2 separate regions of the Oryctolagus cuniculus genome follow, and region 1 is linked to region 2. Evidence: chromatin contacts called from public Micro-C data. All regions are on one chromosome and are shown on one strand. Each heading gives the region's core, a stretch centred on a gene start, on an enhancer-like site or on the middle of the called end of the contact. The rest is flanking DNA. Distances are from core to core; before and after follow the strand shown.

Region 1 (7,485 bases), core at 1,368-3,867, 160 kb before region 2:
CTCCTTGCCCTCCCCCTTTCTACTAAAAGCAGGACCTAAATTTCTTATCAGAAAGGTGCTCTCCCCTGTACCAGTAAGAGGAAAACATTCTTATCATTGGAGACAGGCAATTGACACTGATCCAAATCTGTACAAACAAACCGTACTAAAACAGTGCTTATGTTCCAGCACCATCCCCTCTTATTTACCTTCGCACAAATACCGCTCCTAGAGGCTCAAATTCCTTTTTGCCCTGTCAGGTCCCCGCAGTTTATCACTCCTTGTTAAAAATGTATACACATTCTCAAGTCTAACCACTTCAGGGTTTTCACTTCCTTTCTGTGAGGCCCTCCACTGCAAGTGAAATCAATCTTTTCCCCTCCCGATAATCTGTGTTTTGTCAGCTTAATTTACAGGGCCTCAGTCACTGGACTTAAGGGGGTAAGAGAAAAGTTCTTCCCCTACCCCATGTTCTCCACACGCACAACTCCGTCCTTGAGGTGAAACTGCCTGTCACACTTTTTATACTGGTGTTCACTGCCGAAGTGCCCTCCACAAAGCCTGCTGGCATATTTATGGCCACTCTGACACTGTGAGTACACACTCTGGGGACGCTTGTTTTCTCAGCGCTAAATTCCATTGCTTCATAGAGCCTTCTGCTTCCACTTACCACAGTCTTTTCTTTTTATGAAGCCCTTTCTGCCCAGGCACTGTAAGCACTTAGCAGCTGAACACTTCACTGTTCTGTTAAAATTGTTTCAAGAGAAAAAAAAAAGGAGACATTCCAGCTTCTATTTGTGCCTGGGTATACAGGGTAGTAGGAATATAATATGAATTAGACTGAGAAATTCACAGTTCAGTGGGCATTGAAACCTTGCTGTTGCCCAATGCATTTATTTTGTGATTAGCCTAAGGTGACAAAGGATTTAAAATGGGTACAATTAGTCTCCTGTTAACAGACAGAACAGCTCCGGCCTCTTTGTGAGAGTTTCCATTGCTAACTAATCAGAGAGGTGCACACATTTTCACTCCCAGCAACAGTGTGAGGATGCAGTCAGAGAAGCAGTGCTTCCCAAGTAAAAGTACCACTTCCTGCCTAGCCCAGCAGCGCCAGCATTTGGTTCTACATTTATGTAGAGGTCCCGGCGGTACAGTGGTTAAATGTCATATCCCTTACTAGAGTGCCTGGGTCAAGTCCCCACTCTTCTTCTGATCCAGCTTCTTCCGGCTAATGTGCACACTGGGAGGCAGCAGATGATAACTCAAGTGCTTGGGTTTCTGCCGACCTCATGGGAGACCCACTCAGATTGTTTCAGGCTCCTGGTTTTGGCTTGGTCCAGCTATAGCTGTTGTGGACATTTGGAGAGTGAACTAGCAATACAGTTTTCTTTCTCTCTGCCTTTCAGATAAAGTAAAAAGAAATTAAAAAACAAAAACAAAAAACTCGGCCGGCGCTGTGGCTCACTTGGCTAATCCTCTGCCTGCGGCGCCAGCATCCCATATGGGCACGGGTTCTAGTCCTGGCTGCTCCTCTTCCAGTCCAGCTCTCTGCTGTGGCCCGGGAAGGCAGTGGAGGATGGCCCAAGTGCTTGGGCTCTTGAACCCGCATGGGAGACCAGGAGGAAGCACCTGGCTCCTGGCTTTGGATCGGTGCAGCATGCCGGCCGTAGCAGCCATTTGGGGGGTGAACCAACGGAAGGAAGACCATTCTCTTTCTCTCTCACTAACTCTATTTGTCAAATAAAAAAAAAAAAGGAATTAAAAAAAACCTCATGAAATGTCCTTTTTTCAAATGTTGAATAATGGGATGAATAATGCATGGATGGATGAAGACAGCTTGCTATACACAAGGAACAACTATGAATTGGTGGTATTTACAATCTCCTCCACATTAAACAGTTAAGGAAGCAGAGGAGGTACCTTCATTTTGATGATGGAGTGGGAATAAAAGGTTGTGTATTATAAAGGGGAAGAAAAACCCTGGGAGAGAGCTGGAAGCCAGGTGGGGTGTTGTTCGTGACCAGCACACAGCGTATTTTGCTGACCTACTGAGATATGCGGCGACTGACAAAGGGAACAGGTATGGGGAAGCGGGTTTTGGTAAGTTTTAGGAAGTCTGTCCTGTGAGGTGTGCTGCAACTCCTTCCCCATTTCCCCGTGAAAACTGTACTCTTGTGCTTTGATAATCTGGCCAGAACCCGTGTCCTGTCTGTGGGAAGGCATCAAGCCTGGCTCAGGGTGGACACAGGGTGACAAGGAAAGCGACAAAGGTCCAGGGGTCATGTGTGTTTACATGCGGCTTGTGGTCGAAGATCATCGAACAGAACGCTCCTGCTGAGCTACGGCTGCATGTGATGGTCCGGGGTGGGCTGTGGGTCCATATGCTCTGCCGAGCGCCTGGCACCTAACGGAAGTTTAGGGACGCATTTGCCGACTGCTTCGTCCAGGATAAATAAGATGACGGGTCACTAAACACAAGTGAGAAGGGAGTTGGCACTACCATTACTCAGGCCTGAAGGTGACTCTTTGCAAGTCTCTTCGTGGTCAGTGGGGAGCCAATGTCATAATTCCCGGCCGAAGCCTTAATTCCCACTGCGGTTTCCCTGGCGCCCAGTCCCACCGCAGCTTCCATCTTGCACCCGCTTTAAACCCGCCCCAAGGCAGACTGCCCGACGCCACACTTCCGGGTTTCGCTCCGCCCCCCGCAAGCACTTCCGGTTCCTGCTCCGAAGGCCGCGGCCAGGAGCTATAAAGCGGTAAGTTGCCGCTGCAGAAGCAGTCACTGGCCAGGGCGCCATAGGACTAGGAGGCGGCGGGCCTTTATTCCTTGAGTCATTCTGTATTACACGGCGGCATTTCTCTGGCGAGAGCCCCGCCCCTACCCGGGGAATGCGTCACTTCCGGTCTCTGCTGGGTGTGTGTTTTGGGGGTGGAGGGTGAAGCCGGAAGTGGCGCCAGCCCCACATAGTGGCGGAGAGGAGTGTGGGCTGTTCTAGGTGTTTGTGTGTTTTGCGCTGCAGTGTCTCGGACGCTAGGAGAGACTTTCCTGAGGAGAATTGGCGGATATACAGGAGATGCAGTGTGAAATCTGAATTTAACTGGACCCCTTGAGCTTCCCCGTACCGTAGGCTATCCACTGGCGAAGTTGGGCTCTTCTGGGCCTTTGTCCTCTGGAAAACAGGTCCAGAGTTCATTCGGGCTGCGTAAGTCAGCTGTTGCAGGCACTGACTTTTAGTCCCAAACCTCATGGGCAGGGGTCCTCCCACCCCCCAGTGGAAGCCGGGCCGTTTTCAGAATCCCGGTGGTGGTGATGCCCTCGTTCCCTTTCTCAGCTGGAGTGAGGCAGGGCTGGCCCTCTTTCATAGGAGGCTGACAGTAACGCAGGCTAGAGGTTGCCATGTTATTTGACAGTGGGGTAAAGGAGTGTGAAATTCTGTGTTGCAGGGGACATCGTCAGAGACCCTCAGGGTGTCCAGGGCAGAGCACGAGTCTTAGTTTTGCCTCATTTCTCATTTGAAATGAATGCTGTGAGAGAAATGGAGGCGTCCCAGGCACCCAGAAAGTGCTAGCCTGGAACCCCAATTTCCAGCCTCCTACCCAGCTTGCAGCGTTACTCAAGTAGATGCGTTCTCACAGATGCTTTGGCGCTTTATTGTCCTTAAACCCTGACCAGCTTCCTAACCTTCACCCCAAGGCTTCTCTAGATTTTACTCTGCCCATTGGGAAAGTGACTGTTGGGCTCAGCCGAGGATGCTTGGCCTTTGTTCCAGCCACTGGGCACTCGCAACTGTGTATGGTGTGACCAGGGCTTGTTCTGTTATCTCACGGCCAGGAGGGGTGTTCTTGGCAGGCTTGGGTCTGGCCAGCTATGTGGGTAGAAGGGCATCTGTTCCTGTCCTGCACATGGGGCTCAGTGACACAAGGCCTCACACGGTGCCTGGGGACTTCTCTAAGGTTGCATCATACTGCCCCTGCAGAGTTGAACCTGAACCTCTTGCTGCACTGACCCTGAGTTTTGGCATTCCTCAGGTTGTGTGCCCTGAGTATGTGCCCAGGCCCAGCCGACATATCCAGATTCCCAGGCTCCCCAGCCCAATCCATGAGCCAGTGAAATAGGGCAGGCTGAAGGTCAGTGGGCTCAGAGTCAGCTGGTGGGACAACCAGCAGCCTCCTGGCAGGAGAGGAGAGGCAAGGCAGGAGGCCAGAAAGGGCACAGGCCTCTGGTGAGGGCACAGAAGTACGGGAGGTAGAAAAGGGGTGGGACGAGGGTCCACTGGGAGGCACTGTCCTGCCGTGAATGATTAACTCCCAGCCTGAGAGGAGGAGGGCTCAGCCAAGAGGAACTTTGAACTTGGGGCAGAGTGGCCAGAGGACTGCTGTGTGCTCTGCAGAAGAGGATTTGACTGAGGGGCAGGGACTGAGGTCAGGTAGCTGTGGGCTTCCTGAAGGCTCCTTAGGCTATCGGATGGCTCGTTCTGGCAGCAGGAGCTCTGGGGTCCACTGGTTCTGAGCCCAGAGCAGTGGCTTGGGAAGCCTCCTGTCTCTGGCCTTGCAATAACCTCTTCCTCACTGGTGCTTTCTCCCCCCTAGGCAGCCATGGGCGTCAGGTGGTGCTGAGGGCAGTGGGGCATGGCTGCAGCCCTGCAGGTCCTGCCCTGCTGGGTCCGAGCCCCCTTGCGCCCACTCCTCTGGGGTGGCCCCGTGGCCCGGCTAGCCAGCAGCATGGCCTTAGCAGGGCAGGCACGGCAGCTTTTTGAGAGTGCTGTGGGTGCTGTGCTGCCGGGCCCCATGCTGCATCGGGCGCTGTCCTTGGACCCTGACGGCAGGCAGCTGAAGGTGCGGGACCGGAGCTTTCAGCTGCACCAGAACCTCTACCTGGTGGGCTTCGGCAAGGCTGTGCTGGGCATGGCAGCTGCCGCCGAAGAGCTCCTGGGCCAGCATATCGTGCAGGGTGTGATCAGCGTTCCCAAGGGGATCCGTGCTGCCATGGAGCACGCCGGCAGACAGTAAGAAACCACGGGGAGCTGCTCCCCAGAGTCCTTCTGGAGGGAAACCTGCTCAGACCTGGGGTGGACCCTCCCTCACCAGCTTCCCTTTTATACTGAGTCTGGCTCAGGGACGGGTGTCAGTGGGCGTCCTCGTTCGTGCCCCCTTCACCTTGTAGCTGAGAAGTCAGGTGGGAGGAGAGATGCCCACCAACCCGTCTCTGTCTCTTGCTCTCAGGGAGATGTTGCTGAAGCCACACAGCCGAATCCAGGTATTCGAAGGCGCAGAGCACAACCTACCGGACCGAGACGCTCTGCGGGCTGCCCTGGCCATCCGGCAGCTGGCTGAGGGGCTCACAGCTGATGATCTGCTGCTCGTGCTCATCTCAGGTGTGGATGCCAGATAGGCTCAGGGCAGCTGGCAGGGCGGTGCTCCAAATATCAGGTCTTTGAGAGGTGGGTCTCAGTGCCCAGGGTCCCAGGGTAAAGTTGGGGGCAAGGGAGGCGGCAGGGAGCCTGGTTTATGACTCATACATAGATGGCCTTGGGCCAGTTGTCTGGTCGCTCCTGAGCTGTGGGGTCCTCCCCCTGAACTGTCCTCGGGTGACAGTGAGAGGTTCTGGGGGTGGGGGCATCTAAAGCGGGGCCTCACCTATCAACAGAGCTCCTGCAAAATGTCCCTGCTGTTGCTTCTGTCTGCACCGTTGTCACCCGGAAATAATACCTAGGTCTCCGACCTCCACAGAGCCCGCTCCTCGGTCCTCTGCTGTCTCCCCCTACTCTGCTCCATGTTCATGGTCTCAAGGAACAGTTAATTTTTTCCGGTGGTGGCCAGGGTGCAGTGACTGCGCACATACTCACTGCATGTCCACATGGGGGCACTCTAACCCCACCTTTCCAGCCCTACTGCTTCATGTGGGTTTGTCTGTCACTGCTTGTCTGATGCACTGGGTCAGGATATCCCTTTTGCCTGAGGCCTTCATTGACTCTGCAGGCGGGGGCTCAGCCCTGCTGCCAGCCCCCATCCCACCTGTCACCCTGGAGGAGAAGCAGATGCTCACCAAACTGCTGGCAGCCCGTGGAGCCACCATCCAGGAGCTGAACACCATCCGGAAGGCCCTGTCCCACCTCAAGGGTGGGGGGCTGGCTCAGGCCGCCTACCCTGCACAGGTGCGTGAGTTGCTTCTTCCCCAGGTGGCCTTGTGCAGGTGCCCAGGAGATGAAAGCCTGGAATAGCCTACAAATTGGTAGGGGCCCGGTGTGAGCGTCCACAGGGCCAGCTGGGTGAAATCATGGGAAGGAGATAGGGAGGTCGTGTTCACCTGGAGGGGTTAGAAACGGGTGAGGAATACACTGGGTGGTGTGAGGGTGTCTGGTTACCCAGAGGGTTCTGGGGCAAGGAGGAGGTGGCCTGAGCCTTGCCTGGTGGCCCTTCCCTAGGTGGTAAGCCTGATCCTGTCAGATGTGGTGGGCGACCCTGTGGAGGTGATTGCCAGTGGCCCCACTGTGGCCAGCACCCACAGTGTGCAAGATTGCCTGCACATCCTCAACCACTATGGCCTCCGGGCTGCCCTGCCACGTTCTGTGAAGACCGTGTTTGCTCGAGCTGACTCTGACCCCCATGGGCCACACACCTGTGGTCACGTCCTCAACGTGATCATCGGCTCCAATGTGCTTGCACTGGCTGAGGCCCAGCGGCAGGCCGAGGCACTGGGCTACCGGGCCATGGTGCTGAGCACGGCCATACAGGGCGATGTGAAAAGTATAGCCCAGTTCTATGTGCTGCTGGCTCAAGTAGCTGGCGCCCGCCTCACCCCATCCACGGCAGGGTCTTTGGTAGAGGAGGATGCAAAACTCCATGAGCTGGCAGCTGAGCTCCAGCTCCCAGACCTGCAGCTGGAGGAGGCTCTGGAGGCCCTGGTTGGGGCTAGGGGCCCAGTCTGCCTGCTGGCTGGTGGTGAACCCACGGTGCAGCTGCAGGGCTCTGGCAAGGGGGGTCGGAACCAGGAGCTGGCCCTGCGAGTTGGAGTAGAACTGGGAAGATGGCCTCTGGGGTCTGTTGATGTGCTATTTTTGAGTGGTGGCACTGATGGGCAGGATGGACCCACTGAGGCTGCTGGGGCCTGGGTCACACCTGACCTTGCCAGACAGGCTACTGTTGAGGGCCTGGATGTGGCCACCTTCCTAGCCCACAATGACTCCCATGGTTTCTTCTGCCGCCTGCAGGGTGGGGCGCATCTGCTGCACACAGGGCTGACAGGTACCAATGTCATGGATGCCCACCTCCTGTTCCTGTGGCCTCACTGATGGTGTAGGTCACATTTTGGGAGCCGGGAGGAGGCCAACAGGGCAGGGTCCTAGGGCAGCCCAGAGTTGGTCCCCAAGGCCTCTTCATGATTTAGGGCCCGTCATCTTGGTCCTGGCTGCTTGGTTGGTGCTTGTACCACCCACCCAGGGGCTGTGCTCCATGTCTATTACCCCCCATTCAGCTTGGCAGATGGGGGTTCCCCTCCATCCCTCC
Region 2 (7,313 bases), core at 1,989-4,488:
GGTCGGAGCCAGGGCCTGCTGGGTCCCACAGGGCCAGCTTCCCCGCAGGCAGAGCTGAGAGGCACTGTACTGCCGGCTCCCTTCAAGGAGAGAAGCCCTGGGCTGCCACCTGCTCTGACCACAGCTGCGTCCCAGAAGCTTGTGCGAATGCATTACTTCAGCCATAGAAAGCAGTGTGCAGAGTGTGGAGCACGGCCACAGGCCCTGAGAGACTCCAAGGCTTCCAGCAGGGGCTGGGGATCCAGAGCAGGCGCAGACCCCGGGAAGGGCGCGGGCACCGGGAGGGGGCAGTCAGAGGCAGGCAGGCCACTGGGGGGCAAGGCTTTATTCACACCGCAGGCTGGGGAGGGATCCAGGGTCGGGGCGAGGGGCGGCTGACCCTCATGGCCCCGCCCCGGCGGCACCCCAGCTGGAGTCGGAGCATCTGGGCGGCTCCCGCTGAAGGCTGGGTCTATTCCACACCCTTCATGAATTCCAGGAACTCTGTGGAGAGAGGGCCAGGAGGCAGTGAGCGGGCCGCCGGGCAGGGCACGGCGGCAGGGCCCCGGCCCCTGCTCACCGTCGTAGTCGATGCGGCCGTCGTTGTTCTTGTCGCCGTCCTTCATGAGCTCCTCGATGTCGTCCTCCGTGATGGTCTCGCCCGTGGCCTGCAGCATGATCTTCAGCTCGTCCAGGTCGATGTAGCCGTCGGCGTTTCTGAGGGGGAGCCGGGGCTGCAGCTTGTGGGGAGGGCCGGAGGCACCCCTCACCCCCCTCACACAGGGTCCCTTCATCTCAAATTGGAGGCTGCCCACTGCCCCAGTTCTGCCCGGTCAGGGTGGCAGGCTCAGAGGTCAAGAGCAGCGCGCTCACTTGTCAAACATGCGGAAGAGGTCAGACAGCTCCTCCTCGGATTTCCCTTTGCTGTCGTCCTTCATACAGCGGACCATCATGACCAGGAACTCGTCGAAGTCCACCGTGCCGCTGCCTGTGGTGCGGGCGGCATGCCGTGAGGCAGCGGCCTGGACACAAGCCCCACGTTCTCCCTGCACCCTCACACCGCCTCTTGGAGGCGAGCGTGGTCAGTATGCCCATTTGACAGACGAGACAACTGAGGCTCAAACAGGCTAAACAGCCGCTGGACAGACAGAGCCAGGCCTGACCCCAGCGAGACGGGCAGGCGGGGCTCACCGTCTTCGTCCACCTCGTCGATCATCTCCTGCAGCTCCTCGGGCGTGGGGTTCTGGCCCAGCATCCGCATCACCTTGCCCAGCTCCTTGGTGCTGATGCAGCCATCCTCCGCGCCCAGCACGAAGATGTCGAAGGCCGCCTTGAACTCTGCATCAACAAGGTGGGGCCGGGGACAGAGAGAGAGCAGCGCGTCTCAGCAGCCAGGACCCCAGAGGGCCAGCTGCCAAGCTGCCTTCTTCCCTCTGAGACCGCTGAGGTGCCAGCCAGGGGGCCCAGCTTCTGGCCTCCAGCTGGGACTCCTCTCCTGGGACTCCCCCAGCCTGGCCCTGCTGTCCCCAGCAGTGCAGCAGGGGACACTCACCATTTTTCTGCTCTTCTGTCAGCTGCTCTACCTAGGGAGGAAAAGGGGTCTCAGGACACAGACTCAGGCCTTGGCTGCTTTCGAGGGAAGCAACTGTCCCACAGGTGGGAAGGCTGAAGCCAGGAGCCAGGCCACCAAGAAGAGACCTCAGCCCTCCCTTCCTGTCCCAAAGCCCTGAGGTGACACAGCTGGCCTCACTGAGGCTGGGCTCGGGGCCAGGGTGACAGGTGGGCACCCCCTCCAGGGCCAAGGTGACCCGGGGTAACAATAGCCAGTGACCACTCAACGCCCTTTCAGCCTCCCTAATGAAACCCAAGCTGCGAGGCCTGAAGGACAGCTGTCCCTCAGGCTGGGACAATAAAACTCGGGTGGGGACGGGCAAAGCCACCCTCTGTAACCTGACCAGGGTGACCACTGGGCTATTTTTAACGGGGGACAAAGTTAAACCTGGTGATTGTTCTGGGACTTCGGCATGCTGGGGGTGGGGCAGCGTTATCTGGCCCCCTGGCCTACTGCTGTCGCCTAGGGAGCCAAAATTAGTCCCCAGCCCCGCCAGGCCATGTATGGGCACTGGGCGGAGGGCTGCCTCCACCACCCCCCTGGTGGGGGTGGGTGGGCACACCCCCACAGCCAGCCATAGCCCTTCCCTGCCTAGGAGTGGGGCCGCATTCAAGGGGCTGAGGGAGGGTTCCCCTGGGGACAGCGCCTGGGCTCCCATGTGCTTGTCCCCGGGGCAGAGGTCACCCCCCCGGGATGGAACAGGGTCTGAAGCCCCTCAGTGACCCCAGCAGGGTGCAGGTACTTGGGGTGACCACTCTCCAGCCCTTGCTCCCTGACCCTCGTCCCCAGCTAAACCACTGAGCCCTGAGTTTACCCGTGGGCTGGGCCCCTCATTGTCGGTTCCCGTCTTCCCTGCCCCACCTCTCCTGCACGCACACCTAGTCCTTCCCTGCCTTGAGCTTCCATGCCCCTTCCCTAGCCCAGACTCGGGTCTTGCAGCCTGCTCCTCACGACCCCTGGCCACGTTCCAGTCAGCTAGGAAGTGGAGGTTGGAGGGGCACTGCAAGGGTGCGAGCGACAGGCTGCGAGGGGCAGGGAGGGCCAGGAGACAGGAGACAGCCACAGAGACTCAGAGAGGCAGCTCCAGGGGAGCTGAGAGATGCGGAGACATGATGCAGAGATGTGGCCGAGATGGGCACACAGCCTACAGACACGGGAAACAGGGGGCTTGACGGCAAAGGCTCTGACCCCCTCCACTCACCCTGCCAGCTCCACTAGACTGAACCCCCCCCCATGCCAGACCCACCGTCCCTTTGAAGATGCATGTTTGTGTGGGCCTCTCCTGGGTCCCCCCCACTTTGCTGGGGGTCCCCCCGCCCCCATTCTGGGCTAAGTTCCCAGCGGCTCCCCCACCCCAGCCCTGCCCCTCTGCTTCCTCACCGCAGCTTTGTAGATGTCATCCATGCTGTCAGTTCACAGGACGGCTGCTGGGGTTGCCAGCAGCCCTGGGCCTCGGCTTAAATAGCCCTGCTCTGCATTCCCGGCCCAGCCCAGCCCACCGCGGCGTGCAGCGTCCTCCGCCCCCTCCCCGTCCCGGGGAGCTCGGGCTGGCCAGACTCCCTGTGTCCTTTGCCTAGGGCAGGGAGCAGATGCAAGGCTGCAAGGAGCAGCCCTCTGCCCCTCACACCACACGTAAGACTCCCTAGAAAAGCTTCTTTTTTTTTAAAAGATATTTTATTTGAAAGGCAGAATAACAGGAGAGAGAGAGAAAGAGGGCTGGTTCCATTGGCTGGAACACTCTCCCAAACAGCAGCCAAATCTGGGCCAGGATGAATCCGGGAGCCAGGAACTCCAACCTGGTCTCCTACATGGGTGGCAGGAGTCTAAGTTCTTGAGCCATGGTTTGCTGCCTTCCCAGGCGCATCAGCAGGAAGCTGGATCAGAAGCAGATCAGTCCAGACTCGAACTGCAGTCTGAGACGGGACACCAGCCTTGGAAGCAGTGGCTTGCCCCGCTCTGCCACCCTAGACAGCTTTCTTGAACGAATGGGGGGAGGTAGAGGCCTCAGGCCACGCCTGCATGCGGCAGCTCAACCTTCCACCCAGTCGTGGGGATGCACACGACCGAGGCCCTGGAGGAGTGCTGACTTGGCCAAGATTCGGCAGTCTCGGCAGCCCTTGCCTTAAGCGAACCCTCCCCAAGTGAGGGACAAGGCCAGCACGGGGGGTGCAGGGCCCTGCGGAGAGATGCCAAATGCCAAGGCACGGTGCCATGGAACCGGTGAAGGACCGGGTAATCCGGAGCCCTTCAGCTGGAAGTGCCAGAGAGGCCACGGCCCAGGCCTCCAGTTTGCCCCGTGCTTGAGCCAGCTGCACTCAGATACCACCCCTAGAAACCTCCCCCTCCCAGCGTCTTCACCTGTAGCTGGGTCTTCCACTGGGTCAGGGCTTCCTTGCCCCTGGGCAGCACTGTGGCACCTGCCCGGGCGGGGGGGGGGGGCAGGGCCAGCCTGTCTCCCCCCACCTTGCGCTCAGGCAGGACACCACCTGGGGTTTCGCGCACAGCGGCCAGACCGTCCCCTTCCCTCCACCCACCATGCCAGCTCCTCTCCAGATTCCGCCCCCACCCCTGCGGAGCTCCCGCTGGATAAACTCCCTGGCTGGCAGACTACTCCGTGCTGGGCTCGCTAAGTTCTCCAGGGGCCACCGGGTCAGCAGATGCCCAAGCCTGGAGAGGTTTGGGACTGGCCGAGTCACGGGCCCAGCTCCTGTCTCCTGCCAGGAGGGGCATGAGTCTGACAGCCTGGGGATGCGCTACGACTGCCCTCTTTTCCGGAGAAAGAAACTGAGCCGGGCGGAACCGTAGCCCAGAAGGCCACAAGCCTTCCAGCCTCCTTTCTCCAGGGCTGGGACTCTTCGCTCTGCGTTCTGTTGCGCCGCCGCGGCGCCACGCAAACACAGGCGCCGGGAGCGAGCGGGTCCCGCGGGGTGCGCATGCGCGCCGGCGGCGGCTACCGTCCACTGCGCGCGAGGGGCGGGGCGAAGGCTGAGACAGCAGCGGGGCCAAGATGGCGGCGCAGCGCGAGGCGGGGGCGGGGGGCGGCGGGGGCCTGGGGGCGGTGGGACGCTGACCCCGCCCCCTGCTGCTGCCAGTCTGCGCCGAGCGGCTGTGGCGGCGGAGCCCCGAACATGGCGGCTTCGGCGGGCGGCTTCGGGCCCGAGCGGGAGGCCGAGCCGGCCAAGGAAGCGCGCGTCGTGGGCTCCGAGCTCGTGGACACGTATACGGTGTGCTGGGGGCGTGGGCACCCGCACCAGGGGTGGCAGCCGGAGTCAGGGTGTTGAGGAGGCATGAGGAGGGGTCAGGGTCCCGCGGCCGGTTGGAGTGGGTGGAGGCGTTTGCGGTTCCGAGGAGAGGGGCCTGGGATAGGAAATTTGGGGAGGGGTCTGGGTTCTGCAGGTCCGCAGGGAGGGTTCCGGAAAAGGGTATGCGATCAGAAAAGGAGACTTGGGTTAGGGAGGATCTGGGAATAAAGGGGCTCTGGGGAGGGAGAGGCTGTCCAGATGATGCGGACCCCTTCTAGATCCTCTAGGCCTGGAAGGGTGGTAGCCGTGGAGTGGGGGGAGCCTTGTCAGGGGGTCCGAGAGGGAAGGGGATGTGTGGGGAAGAACCGTGATGGATGCAATCAGGGTTAAGGACCAGGGCCCTGCCGGCGGGGAAGGAGAGGGGGCGGGGCTTGCTGGGGGTTGGCTGGGATGGCGGCAGAGATGTGCTCTGAGAAGTGAGGGGCTGTACTGGTATACAGGGGACCCTGGGGATCTGGTGGAGATGAGAAGGGTGGAGGCCAGCCGTGGGGAAATGGGGGGTGGTCTCAGAACTTGAACGCGGATCCAGAAACCGTGGGATAACCCCGTGGCTTTGGCTGTAGGCGGAGGTGGGGCAGGCAGCAAGCCCTGGCACATACTTCCAAGCCACAGGGGAGACAGGTCAGAAAGGGGGCTTGATTTCTGACCGTGGAGTAGGGGAGGGTAGGTGCCAAGCCATGAGCCTGGTGGGGTACCTGGCAAAAAGCGGCCCTGGGTTGGGATGCAGTGAGCACCTCCTGCCTTGTGCTTTGTTCCTGGAAGGTGGGGGGCTTTGACCCTGCCCCTGTGCCCACCCTCTTGGTCCACCTTCTAAGGCCCCTCCCTGGTGACTTTTCCTCTGGCTCTTTCTCCTTTGGGGGCTGGGGTGGGAAGAGGCACTGGGGCGGGTCCTGGAGCCACGGGCTTAAGCTGAAGTGACTCTTCTCTCAGTTCCCTGCTTGCCGCTGAGAAGGGCAGGAAACTTGGACTGGGGCCCCGCTAGGCGAGGGGTAGGACTGGCTGTCCCTCCTCTGTGGGCTGCAGTCAGCATGAGGCGGTCTCCATATCGGGCTGAGCCCCTCAGTGTGTGGAGGGGAAGTGAGGGTCCCTGCCGGCCCCCTCATTATCTGTCCCTGGGTTTGCCTCGTTGGACGTTAGGATGACGTCTGCCCTGTTGGCAGCATTTTGTATGAGAACTTCCTTGCTGCTTAAACCTACCAGAGTTTAAGAGGGAGAAACTGAGGCTCAGAACTTGGGCTCCGATTCACCTACATGAGTGATGCATAAGCCACAGCCAGGACATGGCAGAGCCAGGGTTTGGACCCAGGTCTTCCCAAATGGAAAGCCACGTTGCCTGCCTGTTAGGGCGCCGTTGCCTGCCACTGCCTCCCCCTAAGCTTCCTGGTCCTTGATTCCTCCTCAGCGCCAGAAACCATAGCCGTGAACCAGTTGAAAAAGTGGGGAAAGGATTTGCTTCCAGGAGGTAGACAGGGCACCGGGAAAGAGATACGGCAGAGAGACTGATCTCGCTGGTCGTGGCCCTGCTCTGCATGCCTGGAAGGGGTGGCCTCTGCAGCTAAGGCTGGGTTTGAACTCACTGGGAGCAGAAGGTGAACCAGAGAGGTGGCTCGTTGTACAGTCACGTTTCCAGTCCTCACTGATGGGTGGAGCCACAGGCCCATCTCCAGAGCTTCCCAGCCTCGGGGTCTGAGAGAGGGATGCCCTGCTCAACAGGGGTCAAGTGCAGAGGCCGCTGGACAAGGACAGTCTCTAATTTTGGCCATTTAGGAGCAGGGTGCTCTCTGAGGGCCCTGAAGTCATCGCTGTGGGGAGAGGGACCCGTTGTGGGCTGGCTCCCCCGGCCACTAGGGCTATTGCTTTCCCCTTTTAGGTTTACATCATCCGGGTCACTGATGGCGGCCACGAGTGGACAGTCAAGCACCGCTACAGCGACTTCCATGATCTACATGAAAAGGTAACCTGTGAGCCTGTGTCTCAGCTTGGGGCGCTGGGGTCAAGTTCCTGTTACGCCACACATGAGTTTTAAGGCAAAATAGGCTGCTTGCCTGTAGTTTACTTCTTTGCTAAAGCAGCCTATTAATGTAATTGTGAAAGGAACTGGTGGAGGCCGGCGCCACGGCTCACTAGGCTAATCCTCCACCTAGCAGCGCGGGCACCCCAGGTTCTAGTCCCGGTCTGGGCGCTGGATTCTGTCCCGGTTGCCCCTCTTCCAGGCCAGCTCTCTGCTGTGGCCTGGGAATGCAGCAGAGGATGGCCCAAGTGCTTGGGCCCTGCACCTGCATGGGAGACCAGGAGAAGCACCTGGCTCCTGCCTTCAGATCAGCGCGGTGCGCCGGCTGCAGCACGCTGGCCACAACGGCCATTGGAGGGTGAACCAACGGCAAGGGAAGACCTTTTTCTCTGTCTCTCTCACTGTCCAC

What was found. A called contact is a pair of places that touch in the nucleus more often than the background predicts.
Region 1: a Micro-C map of ear pinna shows a contact between it and region 2, with 2.3 times the contacts expected there. The contact joins the promoter of GLYCTK here to the promoter of TNNC1 in region 2. A contact is called at or near these places in 3 of 6 Hi-C or Micro-C datasets (ear pinna, psoas muscle and an unstated tissue).

What each region holds. Positions count from the first base shown.
Region 1 is chr10:97,413,421-97,420,905 of mOryCun1.1, reverse strand. GLYCTK (glycerate kinase) reads left to right here and starts at 2,617. Exons shown (of 5, transcript XM_017343861.3): 1 at 2,617-2,735; 2 at 4,570-4,985; 3 at 5,203-5,354; 4 at 5,959-6,134; 5 at 6,405-7,485. The coding sequence starts at 4,609. The coding sequence ends at 7,271.
Region 2 is chr10:97,257,348-97,264,660 of mOryCun1.1, reverse strand. TNNC1 (troponin C1, slow skeletal and cardiac type) reads right to left here and starts at 3,238. Exons shown (of 6, transcript XM_002713240.5): 1 at 2,972-3,238; 2 at 1,532-1,562; 3 at 1,171-1,317; 4 at 853-967; 5 at 560-696; 6 at 308-483. The coding sequence starts at 2,995. The coding sequence ends at 452. It overlaps NISCH (nischarin), which reads left to right and starts at 4,568. Exons shown (of 21, transcript XM_051852340.2): 1 at 4,568-4,815; 2 at 6,764-6,847. The coding sequence starts at 4,720.